Linked DNA regions of Mus musculus: all the other regions are linked to region 3. Evidence: chromatin contacts called from public HiCAR-type and promoter capture Hi-C data. All regions are on one chromosome and are shown on one strand. The core of a region is the stretch at or near the end of the contact, and the rest is flanking DNA. Distances in the headings are between cores, read along the strand shown. Region 1 holds the start of Taf1 (TATA-box binding protein associated factor 1). Region 2 holds the start of Atp7a (ATPase, Cu++ transporting, alpha polypeptide). Region 3 holds the start of Rlim (ring finger protein, LIM domain interacting). Region 4 holds the start of Pgk1 (phosphoglycerate kinase 1). Region 5 holds the start of Ogt (O-linked N-acetylglucosamine (GlcNAc) transferase (UDP-N-acetylglucosamine:polypeptide-N-acetylglucosaminyl transferase)).

Region 1 (2,700 bases), core at 172-2,671, 2.4 Mb after region 3:
GAGCAAATGTATTGGCAGGCAAGAACAATGGCAGAGATTAAATATACAAGACAGAGCCCAAAACAGACTTATTCAGGAAGAAAATGTACTAAACTGCCAATTTTGCAACATTAAAGAATACCAAGCGTAGTGGGGAACATGTCTAATCCTAGCACTTGGGAAACAGAGGCAAATGCATCTCTATGAGTTTGGGACAATCTTGCATGCATAATGAGTTCCAGGTCAGGCAGGGCTATGTTGAAAGACCCATTGCTAGAAAACAAGAAGGGGGGGGGGGGGCGGAGAGAGAATCACCTGTGTGGCAAAGGGGTTGCAAGCTTCCCATTGTCTGCTGGTATCTTCTACTTTCATCTTCTGCCACCTCGTTGATGTCAGAATAGTCCACAGCATCCTCTCTACTCCTAATCCATCCTATGGATAAAAAGGGAGACGTCTCAAGAGAAAGCAAGTAATTATCACTTCCTTAGAAAATCCCCACTGAAAAGCGTACAACAGGCTAATCTCCTCCCCCCACCCACACTGTCCTCCCCATGGCCCACACTTTACCTTCATCATTTACCAGGGCACCATCACTCCCGGACAATTCTTCATTTGCTGTGAGTTCAGTGATCAGGCTGCCAAGACCCAAAGCCCCCAAGCCCGCAAGATGCTTCTTGCACTCCTGAAAAGGGGACAGCATGAGGGTCGAAAATAACAACTAAACCTGAAGGTCCTACACAAGTATATTTCCCTTGCTCATAACAAAGTCACAAATCCATCTGAGAAATTATTTCATGAAGTGCTGCTCAAAGAAACATCACATTCAAGAACTATATAGGAAATCTGCTAAATTCCATACAGATCAGTTCCGAACAACACACGTTCCATCCGTAGTCCTGGCTTTGGAGCCATTAGGATCAGCAAAAGCCAGAAAAAGCAGAGTTCCAAGGGTCTTTAAGAAGGCCTTCCACAGTGGCGGTTCTGATAACCTTACTAGAGTTAACTATTATCTTTCCTACCAGGCAAGGAGAATGTTACCTTCGAAGCCAACACCTCAGCATCAGTGACTGACACTTAAGACTTTTCCTCTTCGTCCTTCCTCCGAGTTGAGCCCTCTCGCGCTGTCTCCAGTTCTCCCTAGCCACAGCACCCGCCGCCCCAGGCCCACGACTCACGTCATCCAAGACGCTTTCGCCTTCCAACTGCCCTGCTCCATTGATGTTGCCGAACAGGAACCCAGTTAGAGAAAATGGGCCTCCACCAGCCGACTCTTCGTCGCTGTCTGTGTCGGACATGACGACGGAAGGGCTACCGCCACCCTTGTCCTGCAGCAGCCCAGCCCACCCCGGGCCCATGGGCGGGAAAGAAAAAATACGTCAGTCGCACACGGGTGACTTGCAGCGCTCCCTGACCCAACCAGAGGCTACCGGAAGTTGAAAAAAAGGGGGGAAGGATGGGCCGTCCTACGTGATCCTTTGATGTCGGGATGGCTACTTCCTTTGATGTGTTTGATTGGTCCGCCCAAGATCAGGCTGGATAACTGGAAGGTGATTGGTCAAACAAACCAGTCCCGCCCATCAACTGCGCGGGTCCGTTCTGGTTGCTATGGTAAGAGCGGCAGATTTTTCTCCAATAAGAAAGTAGATCTGAGGCGGCGTGACCTACGACCTCTGGAAACCGCGCGTCACCGGCTACAGTACACACTACACAATAATGATTTGAGCCGTCTTTTCCGGTTTGTGCCGTTCCCCAAAGGAACATTACTATGAATTGTGATAGGGGGACGACTGCTACTTACTTATTTTGAATTTACATTTTCCCATGGTAAAATGTTAAGCTTAGTAAAATGAGCAACCGAAACTTCAAGATTCACAAACATTAAACATTTTCATAGTTTTTTTAAGCGCACATATGATTCCCAGCACTATATATATATATATATATATGTATATATATATATATATATATACATACACATATATGCATATATATGTGTGTGTGTATGTATGTATATATGTGTGTAAATGTGTAAAAGCATGGAGAGAAGAAAGAAACCGAGTGGGAGAAGGGGGGGGGGGTTGAAGAGGGGAGAGAAAGTGAAAGAGAGACAGAAATATACAAGGCTGGGATACAGCTCACTGGCCAACATAGATTCAATTCCCTGTACTTAAAAAATAACCTTATTTTGCCAGGAATGGAAACCTGAGGTAGAAGTGTCTCTGAACCGGGCAGTGGTGGCGCACGCCTTTAATCCCAGCACTCGGGAGGCAGAGACAGGCGGATTTCTGAGTTTGAGTCCAGCCTGGTCTACAAAGTGAGTTCCAGGACAGCCAGGGCTACACAGAGAAACCCTGTCTCGAAATAACTAAAAAAAAAAAAAAAAAAAAAAAAAAAAAAGAATTGTCTCTGTAAGACCAGCATAGTATACATAGTTAAGCTCCAGGCTACTAGGGGAAACCCTATCTTTAAAAAAAAGTTTTTTAAGTACTCTATATATTTGTGTAAATAGACATATTGAACCAGTGAGGTGCCTCTGTAGGTAACATATCTGCCACCAACCCCGGAGCCCCATCCTGAGGACATATTTCATGTTTCAGATCACCATGGTGGCACACAGACTTGTTTGAATTGGAGCATCTTCACTGTGGCCAAACCGAGGATCTGTTCAGAGTTCCTACTTTGCATTTTTTGTGCCTGTTTGCTTGTTCATGTTTAGTTTGT
Region 2 (2,700 bases), core at 22-2,521, 2.0 Mb before region 3:
CTGGTTGTAATATATGTTACTGAGATTTTAAATGACTGTGTGTTCTTTTCTTTTCCTACTTCATTGTGGGACACTCAGGTACAACAACAAAACCTTCACTACCATAGATACAAGAAAGTTTGAAAATTAAAAAAAAAAAACTAAAACCTCTCTCTTCAAAATAATCTTTCTTTAAGAAGGATAGTAGAAACAATCTAGGTTGTTTATTCAATTATTTGCTAGAACCCACAGTCTTCCTGACCAAATTCGATTCAGTTGATTGCAAACTCTTTTGAGTCCAGGAACTGTCTTAATTTGACATCACCCCATCTCTCTCACTTCAATATCACACCTAATTCAATGTTCTGCACACACTGTCTCAATACAAAGCCGTATTACTAAGTAATGAGGCTATAATTAAAACAAAGTTCAGACCCTAGGAAAATATTGGCTTGTAAAAGCATGAGTGTTGTCCGAGTTTAAAATAACCTCAGCATCTACAACAAAAAGAGTCAAAAGGAAGATACAATCCAGCATGTGGGAGGCACTGAATTCAACCCCCAGCACTTAAAAGAGGGAGAAAGGAGGAGAAAGGGGCAGAGGAAGAGCCTCAGAAAAGCGGCGCAGGGTGGGACAGGGATGGCTGTAACTTTACTGGAAATGGAGCACAAAGAACAAAAAGGGGTAACGAGCCTCCGTTTAGTTTATGCTCCCAGAGCGTGACAAGAAGCCAAATACCCAGTTTTAGAAAAATATTTAATCAGTGATGGTGGTCTTCGGAACCTCATTTTCTAAAGTAGAAAGAGATGTCATTAATCAAAGATCCCAGTCCACAAGAAGTCCAGTGCGCGGTTCAGACCTTCTCGTGTCCACAATTAGCACAGGCCACAGATGATCAAAATACTCTCTTCCAGGAGAGTACAAAAAAAAAAAAAAAAAAGTGGCACAGGTCAGGTCCCAGCCTCCTTTCTCTGCCCTGGTTGAGAGGGTAAAGCCTAAGTGTGGTTAAATATGTGAGTTGTGAAGGAGTTTGGAGATTGCCCCAGCTTAAAGTGGTGACCTTCTCACCATCCTAGATCGTACAGACAACTGACAAAAGAGTGAAGTCGCCGATGGGAAGCCGCTCTGGGACTCACCTGGGTTTCCAGGGCTGGGGTTCGAGCTCTGGAGCTCCGCAGGGCGCAGGGCGGCAGCGATTGACCAGCACGCAGCCTCCGCGCTCGCACACACAGAAGAGTCTAGGCGCAGGCAGCGGCAGCTCCTCCCTCGACGGCTTTCCCAGCCCACAAAGTCGCCCCGCCCTCCTCCGAGGCCCCCACTTCCGGGCGATGCCAGGGCCCGGAAGCTGGGCCGACTAGGGAAATGGTCCACGTCACGTGAAAGGGAGCACGCGCCGGGAGCTCCTTGCGCCCCCTGGTGCACGCATGCATTCTCAGCCAAGATGTAAAGTTAGGCGCTTGCAGTCGCCTAGGCTCCCAACCCCAGTGCCTAAGACAAACGCAACAAAACGGAGGGAAAGTACTTGAATAGTGAGGGCTTGCCATAAACCACCCATAGATTGTCCTTGCCAGCATAAAATATCATAGACCTGGCAAACCGTCTTTACTTACTAAACTAACTCCAGACAGGAAAAATCAGAACCAGGAACTTCCCCCTCATCCCTCTGATGAAAAATGGCATTGTGGTTTGGCGGGGTGGCTTGTTCCTGTAATCCTAGCACTTGAAAGGAAGGCAAGAAGATGAATTGAAACCAGCCTAGAGTTCCTAGCCATACTGGGATATAGAGTAAGAGCCTGTCTCAAAGAAAACTTTCTCCAGGCTGAAGAGATAGCTCAATATTTAAGAGCATTAATAACTCCTCTTCCAGACCATGCAAAGCAGCTCACAACAGCTGGTCCAGGGAATCGATGCCCTCTTCTGGCCTTCTAAGGCACTGCCTACTTGTGCACAGATGTCCATGCAAACAAAACATCCATACACAAAAAAAATAAATCTACCCAAATGATAGACTGCTGCTGTAAACTGAGCTCTAAACCCACATAAATGATGTAGTACACACACGCGCGTGCACACACACACACACACACACACACACACACGATTTTCTCAAATAAAACATAACGACATCATTCAACGGGGTTGGCAGTTCCTTGAGTTTAATCCCCTGCAGGAAGATGTTTACCACCAAATCTGCTGACCTGAGTTCCATCCCTGGTGGAGGGAGAGGACTCCCACAAATTGTCGCAAATTGTCCTCTGGTCTTTACGCTTGGGATAGTACATAGAGCACACCCACAAATAAATACATGTAAAATAAATAAAAATGGACTGGAGCGATGGCTCAATGGCTAAGAGCACATACAGACCCAAGTTCAGATCCCTGAATTCACAGTGTGATAATGTGTAGCTGGGTTGTTACTTTGTGGGCTCTTCGATTTCCCATCCTTTATCATCCCCCCAACTCCCCAATCCCTGTTTCACCACCTATCACTAGATAGGAGAGAAAGGATAGGAGGGGAGAGAGAGAGAGATCCCTGGAACCAATTTCTTTCTTATTTCTTCTGTGAGCACAACCACTAACAAACCAAAACCAAACCTCCTGAAAGACTACCAACCACAAACCAATCTATCGGGGCACTAGCATTTATATACCCAGAATGCCAAATGTCACACAATCACAGAAACTATCTGCAGCTGGCAAAACCATGCTTCTGCTAGAGTG
Region 3 (2,700 bases), core at 162-2,661:
AGCCACCACGTGGTTGCTGAGAATTGAACTCAGCGCCTCTGGAAAAACAGTCTGTGTGCTTAACCGCTGACTCATCTCTCCAGCTCTTTACCGCGTTCTTAACCGGTGAGATAAACTAAGTGCTTTACAGAAAATTACGTAGGTAATGGAGAAGGTTAAATAGAGTGGTCACGGGTTTCTCTAGGAGGTGAGGTGAGGCCTAGACGATCCATGTAAAAAATATGAAAAGAAAAATATTATAGTGTAGTTTATGTGTGTGCCTTTTTTTTGTTTTTTGTTTTTGTTTTTCGAGACAGGGTTTCTCTGTGTAGCCCTGGCTGTCGTAGAACTCACTCAGTATACCAGGCTGGCCTTAAACTTACACAGAGATCTGCCTGCCTCTGCCTCCTGAGTACTGGCGTTAAAGGCGAGCCACCGTCGACCAGCTTCCAGCTTCCAGCCCAGTTTAAGCAACTGATGTAGCAATAAGTTAGGTTCGTTGGAACAACAGTAAAAAAGTTAGTCTACCTGTTCTTTTATCAGAAAACAGAAAAATAGGGTGGGAACACAGAGACGTACTTTAAAACGGGGTGGGGGCGGTTGGGTTCTTATTCCCTTTAACTGAACAATGGGAACTGAAAGGTGTATGGCGCATTCCCTCTGGTCCTTTCTTTAGGCTTTAGCATCCAATAGACGCTTCCTTAACCGCCCTTTTCGAATTCCCCCACTATCACTTTTTCCCATCCATTTACAAATCGCCACACCCTTTTAAAGTACTCTAGTTAGAGCCTCGAGGAGGCCTTCCCCACCACTTTTTAACATTGCAAATTCACTTTTGTCCCCACGTTTTATGCCTCCACCCACTTCCTCACTTTTAATCTCTAGTATTTAGCAACAAATTGTTTTATAAGTGTGTTCACCCTAGATTACCAAATCCCTTAAGGACTGAGAATTCTTGGACTATTTCAACTTAATTTATGGTTCAACTTCCTCAACATCTACAGCTGTGCTTGAGCTACAGTTGGCATTCGATAAATACATGTTGAATAAAAGGTTGGCTGCCGTCTACACTAGTCTGGACTGTATGGATCAATGCCAGTTACACCGATACTACATTCTTGTTCTCTGTGAAGGGCTTCAAGCGGCCCGACTGTGACGTCCTTCAGCTTTCAAAATGGGAAAGCGAAGGTTCCCACAATTCTCAGAACGCGAATTTCTCGCTACAACTCAAAATGGCGAAGGAGGGTGGGGCCTGTCACATGGTGGGCGTCCCAGTAGCATTTTTTTCCCGACCCGCCGCCCGTCTGGGCGGGTAGTCTGTCCGGCCCCTCCTCTGCCCACCAGGCCTTTTCGAGGGCTCAACTGGGATTGGCTGGCCAGCAGTCTGGGCGGGGGCCTGTGAAGCTGGGAGCGCAGCATCACTTCCTGTTGTGGGCAGTCATTTCCTGTCAGTGCTAGGTAACAATGGGGAAGATAATGGCTGATTGAGCTACGTCTCCGAGCTGGCGCTGTTCTAGAGGCGGGTCTCTTGCCCGGGTTTAGAGGCGGGTTAGAACGCGGCGGCAGCGGCAGCACAGTAGCGCAGCGGAGGTCCCAGTGGCGGCGGCGGAGCCCAGTTGAGTTCCCTCCTGGCCGAAACACCGTGTAAGTGAAGGTACGGGCACCCCGAGAAATGGGATGTCGGACTGGAGGCAGGCAGGGGCCGCGGCCCTCAAAATGGCCCGAGTTGGCCAGCCGCGGCCGAGACACCCACTACGGCCTCCGGACCTGGGCTCCCGGCTGTGGGGGGCTCCGTGGCGTAGTCGCCGCTGCCATTTTAGTTGGGTGGCGTGTGTCGGCCCCGCTCGTGGAAGAAGGGGAAGGAGTCGGGCAGGACTTCCTCTCCCAGGCCGTGGAGTCGGGGCCCGGCCCTCCCGAGCTAAGAACGAACGCCGGGGAGGCGATCCTGGACTCCGGGCCTCAGGCGTGAGGATGGCTCCAGTGCTTCTTACTAAGAGGTTCCCCCCACCCCCCATCGTCGTCGCCCCGCGTTGCGTATCGGGCTAGGGTTTGGGGAAGTGGGGTGGAGGTGCTCTTAATTCGGATGTTGGGAACTCTTGAACCTTCAGATTTTCACAGGATTCGCAGAGCCTCATTTTGAACGCTTCTGTAGGGCATGACCAGTTTGTTAACCTCTGGGGCTACGGTGACAGTCTTCCGGGAGGATCGGAGACAAACGTGGTTTGCTTCCCTGCACCTTTAGCCCTAAGTGTATCCTTGGCCAGATTTTACTAGAAGGGTTTTCCTCCTCACAAGAAAAAAAAAATTAAAAAAACGGAGGGAAAAGACGTTGCGGGTTGTTTTCCCTGGTAAGTGTGGGAATTGAGCCAGACTATTTTCAAGTTAATTTCCGTGTGATCTGCCAGCAGCCCTACCCCTCCCCCACTCAGAAAAAAACCCCTAAGGGTCTCTGCTTCTGCGGGCGGGCGGTACCTGCCACGTACGCCATAGCTTAGTAACTAGTATTAACCGGTTGGGCTTCTGCTTCCTGAATACTCAGTCCCTTTCCCCCTTCTGCTGATTAATTTCAAGATGGAGGAGACAGCCACGTTCTTTTCCTGGACAGTTTCACCATACTTATTCCACAGGTTCGTTTGGCATCTGAGGCCTAGGAGACTAGTTATTTAGGTCATTTTTTTCCTCTTTTGGAGGGGAAAGGGATTTTATATCAGATTCTCATGG
Region 4 (2,741 bases), core at 163-2,662, 2.2 Mb before region 3:
TGGTTCTGGATATCAGCCCAGGAAGAGAAGGCCACCTACCAATATTGGCTACGATAAAATAAGTGCCTGTACAGAAGCCAGAGAACCTCTGTTCCCTTACATGTGTTAGTATCTAAAGGATGCCCTCACTTGAACTGGCCCAAATCTTCAAAGGGACCAGGATTACTGCCAATCAGTCATCCACTTCCAAAGAAGGTCAAGCAGGCAGAGTAGTCAGTCACTGCGACCATCAATGGCCCTTAAAAATTCCCATCCTTGGGTCCTATAGTTGTTACATGAACAACCAGGCCCATCAGTTATGTATCTAACCATCATCCTTGACTCCTGGCAAAAAAAAAAAAGTATACATTATGAAAGGCAAAAAGGAGAAGACGCATACACCCTAGTAATTCTTTCAGGTAAGGGAGAAGCCAAGTTAAGTCAGTGACCTGGGACCCACATGTGCCACGTGCGTGGGAGCCTTCCTCAGTTCTGACATCCTGCTTCTCTAGCCACCTCTCGAGTGAGGTTACAGGCCTCCAACTCCCGGCGGCCACACCCTGCATGTGTCACAATCCTGATGCAAACCCCAGGGCCAGGAGTCCAACCGCAAGGTAGGGCAGCAGAGGCCTGTTATATAAGCCATACAGAGCTTCATCCAGTGGGCCTCACCCTCCCACCCACAATTCTTTGGGGAGAGGGACCTCCACTCGAGAGGACTTTGAGCAACATCTTTTGGGAAAGAAATCATTTGTACCAGGACCAATGAAACGTGGGCGGTTTCGGATTCGTCACGGATGGTCCAAGAATCTTGGGGGAAGGGAAACTAGCTAAATGACCTTTCAAGGTCCCTCAGCAGGGGCCTAGAGATTTGCAGGATAAGTACTACGTCCATTCTCGCTACAAGAGATGAAACTGCACTTCAGAAATGGGAAAAAGATTGAGTCCTGAGAATCTGAGCCCTTTATCAGTGGGATCAACTCCCTAAAGGACACATTTGGTCGCTTTTTAAGCTAGAAGCAGTTAGGACGCAGAAAAGCAAACTCAGACACAGTCTCCGCCCCAATGAGGTGAGAGGAACAGCCTTAACCTCCAAACCCAGGACCCCCAAGACCCAGCTGAAAAATAAGTGCAACTTAAGGTGATGGGAAAACCGTGCTTGCCACGGCCAGAGAGAATGTGGCCCCGAGGGCTTGAGGGCAGCAGTACGGAATTACCTCATCACGACCCGCTTCCCCTTCACGTCCAGCTTGTCCAAAGTCAGCTTGTTGGAAAGCGACATTTTGGCAACACCGTGAGGTCGAAAGGCCCGGAGATGAGGAAGAGGAGAACAGCGCGGCAGACGTGCGCTTTTGAAGCGTGCAGAATGCCGGGCCTCCGGAGGACCTTCGGGCGCCCGCCCCGCCCCTGAGCCCGCCCCTGAGCCCGCCCCCGGACCCACCCCTTCCCAGCCTCTGAGCCCAGAAAGCGAAGGAGCAAAGCTGCTATTGGCCGCTGCCCCAAAGGCCTACCCGCTTCCATTGCTCAGCGGTGCTGTCCATCTGCACGAGACTAGTGAGACGTGCTACTTCCATTTGTCACGTCCTGCACGACGCGAGCTGCGGGGCGGGGGGGAACTTCCTGACTAGGGGAGGAGTAGAAGGTGGCGCGAAGGGGCCACCAAAGAACGGAGCCGGTTGGCGCCTACCGGTGGATGTGGAATGTGTGCGAGGCCAGAGGCCACTTGTGTAGCGCCAAGTGCCCAGCGGGGCTGCTAAAGCGCATGCTCCAGACTGCCTTGGGAAAAGCGCCTCCCCTACCCGGTAGAATTCCCAGGCGCCTTTTCTAGACCTTTGCAAATGTCATCCCCTTTTGGAATCCTCTGCTTTCTCAGCTCCCAAATGGAAGTCTACATAAGGTCTTACTTAGTAATCGAAACCTCTCAGAAGTTAAAAAAGGACCAGGCCTTCCCCTCCCCCCTTTTATAATAAAAAGTACAATGTAATTGCTGTGGTTACATTATTCATAATGACGAATACATATAGCATGTGTCATGCTAACTAACAATGCTCATAAAATTCCTAAGTACGTTCTGTTATTAAAGATGAAGTAACTGATAGACAAAGATTTAGTGTCTTATCAAGACTGCAAAGCATCTAAGTGATCATTTCAATCCTGGGCCACTGTGATTTCGACTGCTTTGGGAGTGTAGCTCAGTGGTAAAATGCGGGCCAGAGGCCGTGGATCCAATCTCCAGCACTGTTTAAAAACAAAAACAAAACTTTAAATCTCTACTGACACTCATTTGGGCTAAGGACGGTGCTCAGTGGTAAAGTGCTTGCCTGACGGTCTGAGACAGGACAACTAGTTAGGAAATTGAAGGGCACATGAGAAATGGAAGCCCTTGTTCACTCTCCTGGTTTTTTCTTTCCACCTCTCTCACTGGCAGATATCCAGGAGTGACTGGCCAAAGCACCTCTGGAAGTTACTATATTATGTGAAGTAACTCAGAAAGACAATACCATGTGTTTTCTATCCTATGCAGCTTTTTATATAAGCATATACATGGAGAGGAGAGACAGGTCCAGGAAAGGGAAACAGTTTTAAGAGAACAGAGGACGGAAAAAGAACTGGGTAACAGGAGCCACGTGACATGGAAGAGACAAAGGACTGCAGGAATGCTGAGAGCCCCCATGGTTATCCAATAGCAGTAGTGCAGTCTGAAATCGGATACATACAAGCGACTTTACACAGACTGAGAAGGCTGTCCTTACATATTTAAG
Region 5 (2,700 bases), core at 131-2,630, 2.3 Mb after region 3:
CCAAACAGCCTCAATCTGGAAAGGCAGTTGAAGGACACTCCTACAATTTGGTTGTTTTCTTATTTTCTGTAGCAAAGGCTTGGAGATGCATCGTTGAAAAGAGGCAACCGCTTTGCACTTGTGCAGCTACACTCCAGTTGCTTTACAAACTCTTCAAGCAAGGATGGAAACTTAAAAAAGAAATAATAATGCACACCCTATGGATAAAGAGATACTGGGCTAAAGAATGGGGATGAAAACCCAGAGGCCATGGCGGAGGAATACATAGAGAAAGTAACACAAAGAAAGAGAATTAGGAGGGCGGGCAGGGTGGTCGCCGCCAAGCAACACACCGAGGTGGTTTCTTCCCTGAGGATAAGAAACGACTGTCGGGCTGGCACGTTCGCAGAGGAAGGGTGTGGTTGCAACAAGCAGGGAGGGCTGACCAGGGTAGGAAACTCCGTACTGGGGCAGCGGGTGCAATTGGGTGATGGCTAAGAGAACCCCTGGAAATTTCCAACCTAAATCGGGGCCGCTCAACCCAAGAACACAAGGCGCTGCCCCGGCGGGGTGCGGGCTCAAGTAGCTCTTCTTGGTGCTACTTGGAAGCACACCGAGGAGCCTTCGCTAGTCATGCCTGATGCAAAGTGAGGCTAGGATTACACCGAAATAGCATCCCCGCCCTAGCCTGGCAAAGGAGGACCAAATGTGGCTAAGGGAAAGGGGCTTTGGGGAGGAGGTGGAAGCGCACGGGAGGGAGCGACGGGCTGAAATTGAGGGAGAAAACAGTTGCGACGGGAGACAGAAATTGCAGAGATTCCAATGCAGCCCATTCCAAGACACACTAAGCGCGCACGTGTGCTATAGATTCGTCCCGAGAGAGAAGGCTACAACACTGATGGGATAAAGCAACAACGAAAAAGCCCCCAAAGCAAGCAAAATGCAAGCAAGCAACTAGAGAATGTTTACGAACGGACGGCAGCACCAAACCCGATCAGATAGCAGTAGAACTCGAGAGCTCAGTAATGCCACTGATGTAATGGGGATGGTCAGAGGGAAGTAATGAAAGATACAAGACGGCGCCAGACCCCAAAGGGACGTCTGCCAGAGTAGAATGGGACACTAGTACCTGTACTGTCGGCCACGTTGCCCACGGAAGACGCCATCTGGAGCTTCTTGAGATAGAACAAGGGGTAATTGACTTCTACTGCCGCCACTACTGACAAGAATGGTTCTAGAAGTAGCAGAAAAAAGGCAGCAGCCGTATCAGTGTTTTGAAGGGCTCAGGGGGCGGCACAGAATACTGAACTCGAATCTTAGGAACTCTTGGTAGACATCTACCTCTCACTGTCTTGAAATGGCGGCGAGGGCTCCTCGACCGAAACAACACAAGCCGGAACTACTTTCTGTTATAATCAAGTACCCCGCGGAGGTAGCGCGTAACAAGACTACCGACCAAGTGACTGTAATCAAAGTCATTTGCTCTTACGTAACCTTCCGCCCAAGGTCCATTGCGACAAACATGACTGTAGAGAGCGCATGCGACAACCCTGTCTAGGCAACTCCGGGTTAAGGGCTCCCTATGGGGCAAGAGCCAGCAAGTTTTTAAGAGCAAGGCGGAAGGGCAAAAAACGCCCGTCGATTACTTTTTTTTTTTTTTTTTTTTTTTTTTTTTTTGGCAAGCGCTAAAGTACGAGTCTACTACCTGGTCAGTGATGTCGATGTTAGAATGTCAGAGCGTCTAGAAAAGTTTAATTAACTCCATTCAACAGAAAAGGGTAGTTTACACGACCAACGTGTTAGTTCTAAGCAAGTAAACGCGAATATTTGCGTTTCAGAGACGGGGCTGTTCAAAACAATGGGGGAGCCGGTTCGATTTGAATGCTTTTTGATTCAGACTCCACCCATGAATTTAAGTACTTTGATGAGAAAAACGGACAGTCTCCCTGAGCTGAGTGAACCCAAATGTGTTCGATTTGAACCATATAACCCTAAAATTCAAAATCGTTTGTGAGATTCGGGATGGTAACAGGGTAAATGCTAGGAGTTTGCATGTCAAAAGCAACCACAGAAATGTTAAAGAGGATGCCTTTTTCCTCAAAATTCCTGATCCTGAATTGTGACCTTGTTTCGTCAGAATCATTAAGGACTGCAAATGCCTTGGAGCTTAAGGCAATTCAACAAAGCAAACTGTGTTCCTTTGCCTTCTTCCTAAACCACACAACTACAATGAATTTCCAATTGCCTTCCTTTGACAAAACAGCTCTTTGGATCCTCTTACGGTTTCAAGCCCAGTGTTTGGACATTTTTGTCACATTGTTATTAATTTATATTTCCTGCCTTGTTCCTTGACAGTTTTAAGACACGTCACTAAGTGATTATTACAAGCCACTGGGGACTACAGTTAGCTCTCTTAGAGTCTTTCCGTTTCAAAACTCTTTGATCTAGGAAAAATTAGTGAGCTTGTGTAAAAATGTTTGCTGTCTAGCTCCTTGGTGAAATAAAAAACAAATCCTCAAAGGCTGTTTCAGTTTCTTGAGATTGCCAAACAACCTATGAACTTTGGATTATGAGTGCAGAAAAAGTTGATAATATTGTTCATTTCTTCTGCCCCACAGAACCACAACATGTAGTAAAAAAGAAAGCTTGCCATTCAAACTCTCCTGGATATTGATTGGCCTTATCTTTTCATTTGATACACCTGGCAAGCCCCAAACCCAC

What was found. Promoter capture Hi-C pulls out the DNA fragments that hold promoters and counts their contacts. HiCAR-type assays count read pairs that join an accessible place to other places.
Region 1: a contact with region 3 is called in a promoter capture Hi-C map of erythroid cells, with 27 times the contacts expected there. The contact joins the promoter of Taf1 here to the promoter of Rlim in region 3. A contact is called at or near these places in 2 of 39 promoter capture datasets (erythroid cells and pre-B cells).
Region 2: a contact with region 3 is called in a HiCAR-type map of astrocytes, with 5 times the contacts expected there. The contact joins the promoter of Atp7a here to the promoter of Rlim in region 3. A contact is called at or near these places in 7 of 39 promoter capture datasets (the HPC-7 cell line, cranial neural crest, hippocampal neurons and 3 more), 2 of 484 Hi-C or Micro-C datasets (CD4 T cells and pre-B cells), 1 of 115 datasets of contacts at active chromatin or transcription factors (astrocytes) and 2 of 9 other capture datasets (adipose tissue and liver).
Region 4: a contact with region 3 is called in a HiCAR-type map of astrocytes, with 3 times the contacts expected there. The contact joins the promoter of Pgk1 here to the promoter of Rlim in region 3. A contact is called at or near these places in 2 of 39 promoter capture datasets (liver and pre-B cells), 2 of 115 datasets of contacts at active chromatin or transcription factors (astrocytes and large pre-B cells) and 2 of 9 other capture datasets (adipose tissue and liver).
Region 5: a contact with region 3 is called in a promoter capture Hi-C map of erythroid cells, with 27 times the contacts expected there. The contact joins the promoter of Ogt here to the promoter of Rlim in region 3. A contact is called at or near these places in 2 of 39 promoter capture datasets (erythroid cells and pre-B cells).

What each region holds. Positions count from the first base shown.
Region 1 is chrX:101,531,456-101,534,155 of GRCm38.p6, reverse strand. Taf1 (TATA-box binding protein associated factor 1) reads right to left here and starts at 1,421. Exons shown (of 39, transcript NM_001290729.1): 1 at 1,155-1,421; 2 at 547-661; 3 at 295-411. The coding sequence starts at 1,334.
Region 2 is chrX:106,025,795-106,028,494 of GRCm38.p6, reverse strand. Atp7a (ATPase, Cu++ transporting, alpha polypeptide) reads right to left here and starts at 1,271. Exons shown (of 23, transcript NM_009726.5): 1 at 1,116-1,271.
Region 3 is chrX:103,979,996-103,982,695 of GRCm38.p6, reverse strand. It overlaps Rlim (ring finger protein, LIM domain interacting), which reads left to right and starts at 1,411. Exons shown (of 5, transcript NM_011276.4): 1 at 1,411-1,633.
Region 4 is chrX:106,185,771-106,188,511 of GRCm38.p6, reverse strand. Pgk1 (phosphoglycerate kinase 1) reads right to left here and starts at 1,412. Exons shown (of 11, transcript NM_008828.3): 1 at 1,197-1,412. The coding sequence starts at 1,261.
Region 5 is chrX:101,638,731-101,641,430 of GRCm38.p6, reverse strand. It overlaps Ogt (O-linked N-acetylglucosamine (GlcNAc) transferase (UDP-N-acetylglucosamine:polypeptide-N-acetylglucosaminyl transferase)), which reads right to left and starts at 1,380. Exons shown (of 22, transcript NM_139144.4): 1 at 1,109-1,380. The coding sequence starts at 1,145.